Regions from separate parts of the Mus musculus genome. Here region 2 is linked to region 1. A link is a contact called in public promoter capture Hi-C data. All regions are on one chromosome and are shown on one strand. Each heading gives the region's core, a stretch centred on a gene start, on an enhancer-like site or on the middle of the called end of the contact. The rest is flanking DNA. Distances are from core to core; before and after follow the strand shown. Region 1 holds the start of AW549877 (expressed sequence AW549877). Region 2 holds the start of C9 (complement component 9).

Evidence for each region. Promoter capture Hi-C pulls out the DNA fragments that hold promoters and counts their contacts.
Region 2: a promoter capture Hi-C map of liver shows a contact between it and region 1, with 2.9 times the contacts expected there. The contact joins the promoter of C9 here to the promoter of AW549877 in region 1. A contact is called at or near these places in 2 of 39 promoter capture datasets (cranial neural crest and liver), 1 of 115 datasets of contacts at active chromatin or transcription factors (stem cell-derived neural progenitor cells) and 1 of 9 other capture datasets (adipose tissue).

Annotation. Positions count from the first base shown.
Region 1 is chr15:3,994,078-3,999,132 of GRCm38.p6, forward strand. It overlaps AW549877 (expressed sequence AW549877), which reads right to left and starts at 1,669. Exons shown (of 6, transcript NM_145930.3): 1 at 1,538-1,669. The coding sequence starts at 1,637. It overlaps Gm2093 (predicted gene 2093), which reads left to right and starts at 1,962. Exons shown (of 3, transcript NR_045740.1): 1 at 1,962-2,007; 2 at 3,328-3,407.
Region 2 is chr15:6,442,062-6,447,444 of GRCm38.p6, forward strand. C9 (complement component 9) reads left to right here and starts at 3,285. Exons shown (of 11, transcript NM_013485.3): 1 at 3,285-3,422. The coding sequence starts at 3,340.

The sequences.
Region 1 (5,055 bases), core at 419-2,918:
AACTGCTGAAGTCGCTGCTGAAGAGGAGTGTCATAGTTATTATTATAGGTCAGGTGTGGTGGTGGCATATCTATCATTCTGGAAAAGTCCATAAAAATACATTCTTTCTACTAGAAATATTTAAAGTAAACTGAGAAGGTTCCTATAATCTTCAGAGAAGGTCCTTCTTATAAGTCTATGCAGGACAATATCATACTGTTAAGAATGAGAACTATATGGCCATAAATACAGAGCACTCTTAAGTGGAATGATGGTTAGCACTCTATTATCTAGTTTGAATAAAATTGAAACTAACGATACTGACAACTCAAGAAAAACATATGACTGTTAAGCTAAGGGACCAATTTCCGATGTCTATTGATTTTGATGTATGAAAAAGGGCCAAGTATAATTCAAATACATATAATCTGGTGTTAAGTAAGCCCTGTTAGTAATTCTCCAGTAAGATTAACGTCAATGTTGCCTAGTAGATTGTAAAGCAGATAGCTACAGTTATGATTTTAGTAAATTTTCAGATGTATAAACAAAGCCTCCAAACAAGGCCATGGAACACTGAACCTCCTTTCCAGGCCTCCTTTCACAATGGATCATAGAATTCTTTCATAAGAAAATATGAATTACTGTTAGGCTCAGTAATAAGTAAGTAAGACTACCTGAGCTCTGGCTGACACATGACCCAGGGAGGTAACAGTGACTACAAATTCTATGTTCCGCTTGCCACAAACCAAAAGATAAAAAGCCTCAGTGTGGTCATATGTGCTTCATTTAATTATAGAACTGATTCCGTAAATACACCAACTAGTCAATCACCTGGGAGAAATGTTTCATTTCGGTCATCGTATGACTCTAATCACAAGAATTTTAAAGCTCATGGATGGTAAAGGCTCAACATTCAAAAAACAAAAAAAGATTACTGTCGAACCAATTGGCAACTGAGAATTTATAAAAAGCAAACCGAGTCTGATGTCAAAAGAATGACGTATTTCCTAACCTATTTTCCCTTCTAAGAAAATACCTAAGGACTAAAATGGGGCGGGGGGGGGAGCATTAAAATTACACCATAACTGTGTACAATATGTATTTACAGCTGAATTTTGAATTGAAAACAAAGTGGAAATTTACAAGGCAGTAATGAAAAAGTGAACTGTCATGCATGTCTCTCTGAATGCAAAAAAAAAAAAAAAAAAAAAAAAAAAAAAAACAACAAAAAAACATACTGTTCATTTTCTGGGCAGTATGAACATTCCGGAGAAAGTCCGTGTGTACTTTTATTTAAAGTCTACCCTTCTCGCAGATTCGACACCACACATCTGGTCGGATGTAAACAAAAAGGATTTCAAGGAACGTAGAAAACGCTGCATGGGTAACAGGACATCTGAGGAGAGGGCAGATGACTGCCCAATGGGGACCAAGCTCAGCAGTGCCAGCACCAGGGACCCCGCCTCGGACCGAAGGCCGCGCCTTCTGGCCACCGAGCGCAGCGGTCCCCTCGCATCTCACCACCGTCCGCCCACTTCCCTCTGCGGCGCTCCCTCACCGTCTTCCCCCGCGGCTTCGCTAAGGTGCTGTATGTGAGCCTGAGCCAGGTCCCCGAGCTCTTCCACCCGCCTCACCACACCGGACACCGCGGCCGCCATGGCCAGCTCGGGCGCGCCCGCCCTGTCCACGTGACCACGTGAGCCCCAGATCACCTGACGGCCTGGCTGGCGGAGTGGGGGCGGAGCCCGCCCAGCCGGTGGGCGGAGACATAGGCTCCGGGCTACGACCGCCCCGGCCCGCAAAGGTCGTTCCGGGTATTTAGTTCCTCCCAGTGGCCCTCTCCCTCCCACAATCCCGTGCTGCGAGGGGCCAGTCGATGATGTAAGGGCACACCTCTCTCCCGCCTTCTAATTTCAACCAATCGGAAGCCGACCATGCCCCGAGCTGAGCCAATAGGACATCGACTCTCTCCGCGGGTGCAGGGAGATTGCAGCCGCAGCAGCTGGCTGGAAGAGGGCGGTTTGGAAGGTCTGGAAAGAGGATTTGCAGCGGTTGGCGCTGTAGTGAAGGAGGTGGACTAAAATAAAACTTGATTGTAATGGTGGGGGCGGGGGGTGGTGGGGGAAGGTCAGAAACGGAAGTCTGCGGACGGGTGAGATTCATCCAAGCTGCGAGACCTAGTGTGAGGGCAGACAACTTGGCAGTCCTCAGCCTGCTAGCTGGCATAACGCTTTCCCCGAATCTTCACCCTGGAGCTTGTTTTTACTCCGGATTGATCTTGGCTAGCTCACACTTAAAGTACCTTAAATGTCTTGCGACCTAAACGTGGCAGCGACCTCACTGTCTTAGTTCACCTTGAGACCTTCCTGACAAGTGTTAAGTGTTCTTCCGGGTCTTAATCAGCACTCAAGTGGTCAAATTGCTTTGCATTCCATGAATGCTAATTCTTGCCTATGGCCACGGAAATCTAATGCTGTTTTGGCTTTTTGTTTGTTCGTTTGTTTCCCCCGGTTTGGCACAATATATTTTGAATAACTCTACCCTTCATCTTAATTTTAAGGTTTTTGTTGTAGCCTGGTAGAAAATATTTAAACTATGAAAATAGTAATGTGATCGTTTAAGAGTGACTAACCACAGTCACTTTTCTGCAAGTGGCCATGATGACCAGTTTTTTTCTCCTGTCATTTTACTCTAAATGCACAGAGCAAAAAACACGTGCTCTGTGTCTTCGGTACTTGTGTAATGCCCTTACGTACTTGGGAAAATGGTTTTTAATAGAAAACAATAATCAACAACAAATCCTTATGATACTTTATAATGAAGAATCTGAAGGCCAGAAAAATTGCATTCTATAATCAAGGTGAACTACAGAATTCAAACTCTTATGCTAGAGTGTTGACTTACTCTGTAATCCCAGAACTTGAGAAGCTAAGGCTGGAGGGGATGCTGGCAGTTCTAGAGCAGCCAGTACATACTGAGACCCAGTTTACAAACAAGCAAGCATCCCACAGAAATTAAGGACCCATATTCTAACATGCCAAACTGCACTAAATAACATTTCCAGGCACAAGCTGGAGAGATCATTGCTGGCAACCACATGGCCACTCCCAACTGTCTAGGCCTCCAGCTCCAGGGCATCTGATGCCTCTTTAGATCTCCATGGGCATTGTATACGGACATATATATGCAGGCAAAATGCACATAAAGAAAAAAATTACAATCATGATGATGCATCAAACTACAGTATTCTATATGGAAAGTCTTAACACTGGGAATTATTGTTCAACTGATATTTTGGTGTGTTCATTTTCAGAGAGAGAGTTGGAAATCTAGTCTTTTTTTTTTCAGATAAGGAGGAGAAGGATGAGACTGTTAACCTCCAAACTAAAGAATACATGATTCTGTGGTTTATTCAAGATCTTAACAAAGTAAGTTCTCATAGAAAGCTGGTTTCATCACAGAGAGACACCGGCAACAACCAGACCTTAGTAATTCACAAGGAAGTATTGAAACACAGAACCCTTGTACTAGAAAAAAAAATGCATTTCCCCTCCAAGTTATAGTTAGTTCTTTTTACTTTAGGAAATGCACATGAATAGAACAAATAAAAGATAAAAGCCATATTTTAAATCTCAGATGATTAGAATGTGCCAAAAATATGAAAGAAGCAAATTGATCACATTCGAACTACCTCCCTTTCCCTAACATACAAAATTTAGCTATATATCCAGCAAAGGAGAAATAAAATCATGTAGATTTTTACGAAAGATTTAAAGTTTTTAAATTTAAATATTTTTAAACAGAAATCTTGCTTGTCTCTGAACTACCAGTTCTGTTACTAATACCAATGGTTTGTAACATTGTTTTGGAAACTTCTCTCACTACCTTTGTTTGGGGTGGCGACAGACTTATTTTCTCATATAAGTGAACCAAATGACTAACAGTGATGTGTATGTGTGAATGTAATTACTTGCCACAGAAGGCTTCTATATACTAGGACCATTACATATTTATTTGGCTATGCATTCTGATTGTTGCCACTGCAACTACAACAGTAAATGCCTCTGCCATAACCCCTGCCCTCTCACAGTTTATCTAGTAAAGCAGTGTAGAGATAATAACAATACACAGCGAATTCAAAATTTTAGAATTATGGGAGGCACTAGGAAGGAAAATTAAAGAAGTAATATTTGATGTGAGATACTGAAGAAGAGGCTCCTCAAGAAATGATAGTGGCACCTAAATGATGGTAAAATTGGCCAATGGAGAGTAATAGTTGCTCAGCCAGAAGCCAATCAAGAGAGAGAAAACACATGATGTCCAGCATAGTGCTAAACACCTCAAGGTCCAGACTCGGGCAAGTGGTGAGCTAGAATCCTGAGTAGAATAGCAAGTCTTTGCTAAGACAAGCGAATGGGGCAAGGCCTCATGGTAATGCGAACATAGAAAATTCAACTTATGGAATTATGAAGCATTAGAATGACAGTGTATCTTTAAGAAGAAGAAAGCTCTGAAGAGCAAGAGTCACAGGTAGAGGAAATAGCTGTACTCGTGGAACGGTTCAGATCTTTCTGGAGAGCCCATGCCCATAGTTTACTGGGTGGCAGTAAGTCACTGGTTCACTTCAGAAAAATGCCCTGGAGCGCCATTTTGTAAAACTTTAAAGAAAAACAGAAAAATCCTCTAAGGCAGTGGTTCTCAACTTTTCCAATGTTGTGATCTTTTAATAATCTACTCATGTTATGGTGACCTGCTGCAGGAAATATTAAAAAGAATGGCAAATTCCCATGCTACACCCAGCCACTCTCAGGTCTCACCTTCCAGTTCTTATCTTGTGGAGACTCTCTAACTCAGAGCTCCAAAATCTCTCCACAGCTCCACCCAGTTCCTGCTGGTGGGTCACTACCATACCAGCCCTATGCTTCAAAACCTCCATGGCCTTTGTGATGCACATCTGGCAAACCTACTCTTTGCCACTGTACCTTTCGCTCTTAAACTCAGACGAGCCACCACATGGGGGAAAAAAAAAACCAAAACAAAACACAAACTTAATTCAGAAACAACGGTAACTCAATC
Region 2 (5,383 bases), core at 2,035-4,534, 2.4 Mb after region 1:
TCCTGACTTCCTTTGGTGATAACCAGCAGTGTGGAAGTGTAAGCTGAATAAACCCTTTCCTCCCCAACTTGCTTCTAGGTCATGAGGTTTGTCAGAAATAGAAGCCCTGACTCAGACACCATCACAGCTCATATAAAGTTGGCCTCCAGGTTTTATAATGGCTGCAGTTGCACTATCAGCTTAGAGTGTTTTTCTAATGGGGATTTTGTGGCAACAATGTTGTAGTGGAGTCTCTTCTCCCACAATGGTCAAACTCTCCCAACAAGCCAAGCAGCATTTCTCTGCCTTCCTGTGCTGAAAGCAGGGTGGGAAAGACAGGACATAGCTAACTCAGGAATGCGGTTGACATGGAATTACCAGATGAGTGAGAACTCTGACCCCAGTGGCTGAAATTGGTTCAAAATAAAGTCTTCAACTAAAAGATAAAGGTTGCCGAAAAGTGCCTGGTAAATATTTAAAATATCACCATCTAATGAGATTGCTCAATAACAAAGCCTGTGTTCTGGGAAATGGCATGGTTTTTGTTTTTTTTAACTAATTCTTTTCCACTGAAAATAACCAGAACTCATGTCCTAAATCTACCTGACACACATGGATGTGAACAAAGCCATACACCAGCAGCATATCTGTTAACATGTCCTAATTACAGTGATGCTGGTGGCCCCAGGCCAGTCACTTGTCATCTTATTTCATGAGTACCCCAGCCTGTTTGACCTTGCTTTGCTGGAGTAATATGTCTAATTACAAACTTCTACCTTATGCTAAAGTCCTCAGTGCTGGTCTCTACAGAGAACACAATGTGGACTTCTCAGTAGCCAGGAAGCTGTAATAGTTAAAGGGGAAAAAAACAAACAAAAGACAAATTATGAAACTCTTCATGACTACATTTTCCTTGTAGTGATGTTTATATAGGTGTATATCAATCCTCTTTTCTGATATCAACCATTGATATTTACAATGGTTGAGTTCAGTTATTATTTTAGCTTCTTGTTGTGGTGATGGTTTTAAGAGGAATAGGTTAAAGGGTAACACAAGTGTGCTGGGGTAGAATCACAGATATGTTTAGAGTGTGTTTAAGCACACCTTCCCCCCTTATATTTACTGAGCACCACAGAAATTTTCATTCACAGTCAGGGGAGATGAGTGTTAGACCTAAGGGATAATAGGGAAGGAAAGGAAGAAACTGGAGGGTCGACCTGACAATGGCCTCCTGCATCCTTCACTGACCTGAGAACTTGGTTTGGGACACAAACGGTAGGAAACGACAATGCTGGAAGGTGGAGAACATATCTATTTTAACAAGAGAATAAACACTCTGGGATCTGGATGGCAGTTCCCAACCTGCACTGGGAATGATGCTACGGGAATGGAAATGCTCAGAGAAGCTAGAAGAATAGGCATATTGACCTCAGGGCCAGGATTATCAAGTAGGAAAGTAATTTACAACAAAGAGAGACACACGCACCTGTGTGAGCATACCTGCATAGTCAGTTGCCACTTTGAGGAGTCTACCTTTAAAATAAGAACCTTTAAAGTAAGAAGCAGATTCTAGTAAAGGGAGTTCAATGTGCCACACTTTGAAACTGAAATGCCTTCATCTCAAGGAATGGACATTTTGAGAGAAAATAAAATAAGGAGTGGTAACAGGGACCATACAAGAGTCTCCCATGTATTGTGACAAAGCTGGCAGAACTGGACTGAGTCTAAATGCCCGCCACCTGTCACTATCAAAGGCTAGTGGAAAGTGTTCCTCTGGCATGGATTCATTCACTGAAGGCTATGAGCACTCCTTTAAGAATCAGTCTTATTACTTGACAATTTTGCATGACTTACATGTCAAGCAAGCACATGGTCTCCACTGTAAGCTGAGAAGTCGGTGGAATTAATTAACTCAAGCTCTGGATGAGAAAAGGAGGAATTAAGAAAAGGGAGATCAGAGACTTTTCTCTCAGTGGCATAGGTAAGATGGTCCTAAAATAACTAGCTCTGTCATCCCACCAACCAGACAGACATCTGTTTTACCTTTGCCTATGCTAATATTCAAGATTTGCTCTATTGTAATTAATCATTTTCTATGAATGTCTCTTAAGAACTGTATCAGGGAGCCATGCAACTTGGTGCAAGCCTGCAGTCTCCATCCTTGGGGAATGGATACAGAATGATCAGGAGTTGAAGGTCATCCTCAACTATGCAAGGGGAGGGTTTGAGGCAAATCTGCCTCCACAAAACAAAACTGCTAGGAACAGCTGGGTATGTGCTCATACCTGTAACTGTAGCAACTGGGTCTAGGCAGAAGGGCTGCAGCAAGTCTCAGGCTAGCCTGAACTACCCTATCAGACCCTGCCCCAAACAAACAAAACACTAGATAAAAAGAGTGTCATGAGACATTGTAAATTCATAATATATTACCCACAAACCTCCAACACATCAGATATCTCTCTACACCCATTGTGTATTCTAAGTCCCAACCCTAGCCACACATTAGGAAGAATTGAGAAGCCCCAGTCAGTTAAATTTGAGTAAGATAAAGACTAACAGCCTTCCACACTTGCAACATCCCTGGGTCATTCTCCTGACTAATCAGTGCTCTCAGAGAGGTTGCACGGTCCACACCCATCAGCGCTTCCAGAACCTTTCCCTCTCAATGGCCCTGGAGAATGTGGAGATGTCAGGCAAGCAGTGTTCCTTATGGCAGAGGATAATCCTATCCTTTTGGTGTGTGCTTCCATCATAATCAGGCCAAATCCATTTGGTGGCTGTTGCTAAAGCCTTGTGGTGCTTACTTTGCATTTTTCAGAAAAATATACATATAAGAGGTGTGTAACTTATACACAAAAAGCTTACATTTCCACACGTTACCTTGCTTGGGTGGAAACAAGCCACATATCTGACTTTCAGAGGGAGAGGTGCTTAGAATATCCCCCACCTATGCCTCATCTTTCATTGTGTTCTTTCTGTAGTTATTCTGAGCCTAGGACTCTATAAGAATAATCCATAGGTCTCTCCCACAAATTATACCTCTCTCTTTAGCTTCCCTTCCAGAGTCTCCCAAGGAAAGAACTGCTAGGATTTTGTTTTATTGGTTGCTTTATTTTTAACCCAGCTCCTAATTTTTCCCCACCTTGGCATTTTTTTTTTTTTTTTTTGGTTTATTGCATAATGACACTTTGTCAATAAGGGAAAATAGCAGTCAGGAATTACAATGACTCTCCATTGGTTGGACCTTGACACTTAGCCTAAGCCAACACCTATGAACAAAACCCAGAACAGAACTGCCCCTTGTCCTCCGGCTGCAAAGGAATGCTTTGCAAGCCTCCAGGGCTCCCCAGGAGGAGCAGCATGGCCTCAGGCATGGCCATCACCTTAGCCCTTGCCATCTTTGCCTTGGGTGTCAATGCACAGATGCCAATACCCGTTTCCAGGTGAGTCCATAGCTTGTCTGTTTATCTCTGGAATTCTACTGTGGAATCTGCTGTCCAGGGCTTAACAGCAAAGTAGGGACAATAAAGGTTAAGCTAAACAGTGACCTATACAACACCCAGGATTTCAACTTTCTAAACAAGTGTATTCATGCTTCTGGGTGTTTGTGCTAAAGGAGGGACTGAAATGTTAATGCTAAGATATTTCCTTTAAACATTTAGGATCAGAGGGAAAAAGAAACGGTTGTCTCCAGTTTCTGATAAATCAGTGCTGATCAGTGTCTATGGGCTGAGAAATTCACAATGAGGAAAGTTAATATTTGTGTCCTTTATCTCAAAACCTAATAATTTTTAACTGTTGGCTGCATGGCCCTTTGGCCCCCACATTAAGCAAAGGCTAACTATTTGTCTTGTCTTCTCTTCTGTGACATTCCATTCCGTGGTCCACATTTTGGTTCCTGGGTCTGAGGGTCTATTTGCTCTACCCAAGAATTGCCATGGTACAGCTTCGATGGTTCTGCTTCCAGCACGGCCTCTTTATTTCCTTCTTATCCGATGCTTCTTGGGTTTGCAAAACCCATAAGGTATAAGGGTGTCCCCGAGGTTGCATGTGCTGGAAACTCAGTCCCCTGGTGTGGCAGCAGAAAGAGGTGGTGGAGCTCTTAAGGGGTAGAAGGTCTCAGGATTCCACAGTCATAAATGGACTATCTCTGAGGAATGGGCCAAGCCTAGCAGGAGTGGCTCCTAGCAGATCTGTCTGGCTAGGTTCTTCCTCCAACTCATGTCTCCTTACATATGTGACTCTTCTGAATACAGGAACTTCCCATTTTGCTTCTAGTGACCATGTTAGGACACAACCACAGGAATCCTGTCCAGATGCCTGTTTGCAATTTGTAGTCATGAGAATTGTGAGAAGAGTAAAATTCTCTCCTGTATGCATCACCCACATCAGGCATTCTGTGTCAGCAACAGAAAACAGAGTGTGACACCATGCCAAATACACCCAGCCAATAAATCAAGGGGACAGTAAAAGCCTCTTGCACATCACTGCACCCAGAAGTGCTAGAGATCACGGCTGCTTGAAGCTCTCCCTTCCTTCCATGTAAATATCACAGAAGACACAAACCCATGTAGTCCATTATAGCTTGTTCTCTGAGGACAGAACAGAAAATTGCCCCAACACCAACACATGCCTGGACACTCTTCCTCCGTCTGCATTAATCATGTCCTGTGTCCAGTTCAATTCCCCTAAGTTTAACCAAAGCCTATTTTGACTTAGCTAGCCACCTTTGTCTGCCTTCACCTTTGCGGAGGTAGAGGCGATTCGGCCTGGGCTCCCCCCACCAATGTGGGTTGCGGTTCACTTTCCAGGAGAGGACTCACAATGGAGATACCGCTCATGTAGCTCTGGGAAGGCTGTTCAGCCAAGGCTTTCCTCCCTTCTCCCCTCCTCCTTTGCGGACATTACCTAATCACTATCTCTCTGTTCAGAAAATAGCTTCACTTTCCGGGTATCTTAACTCAGACGGTATGTGTGCAAAGACAGTTACAGAAGGCAGCTTTGGCATTCTTGTAATTAACCTGACCCTCTCATAGGGTCTTAAAACAATTAAACAGTTCAAATTTCTGGACCGATGCTCAAAACTGAAAGGCTGTGGGAAGATCGCGGTGACTTTGATGTTCACACCTCCTGGATCTGGTCTTACTCATGGGGGCCAGAAAGAACCCTGGCTGGCCCCCAGATCCTGGCACTTGCAGTCTCCAGTTGTGCTGAGCATTCTGCATTCTCACAGACATGCCCTTCAGCCTGTGCCAGAACGGCCCTGCTCAGAACGCTCTGTGCTGTGTCCTTTAAGATGGAGGGTTCGGAGACTTCCTGAGCTACATGAGACCCTTTGCTTAAACAACAGCAGCAATATTTCAAATGATTTCTACACATATATATTCTTCAGAAGTTCATAGCT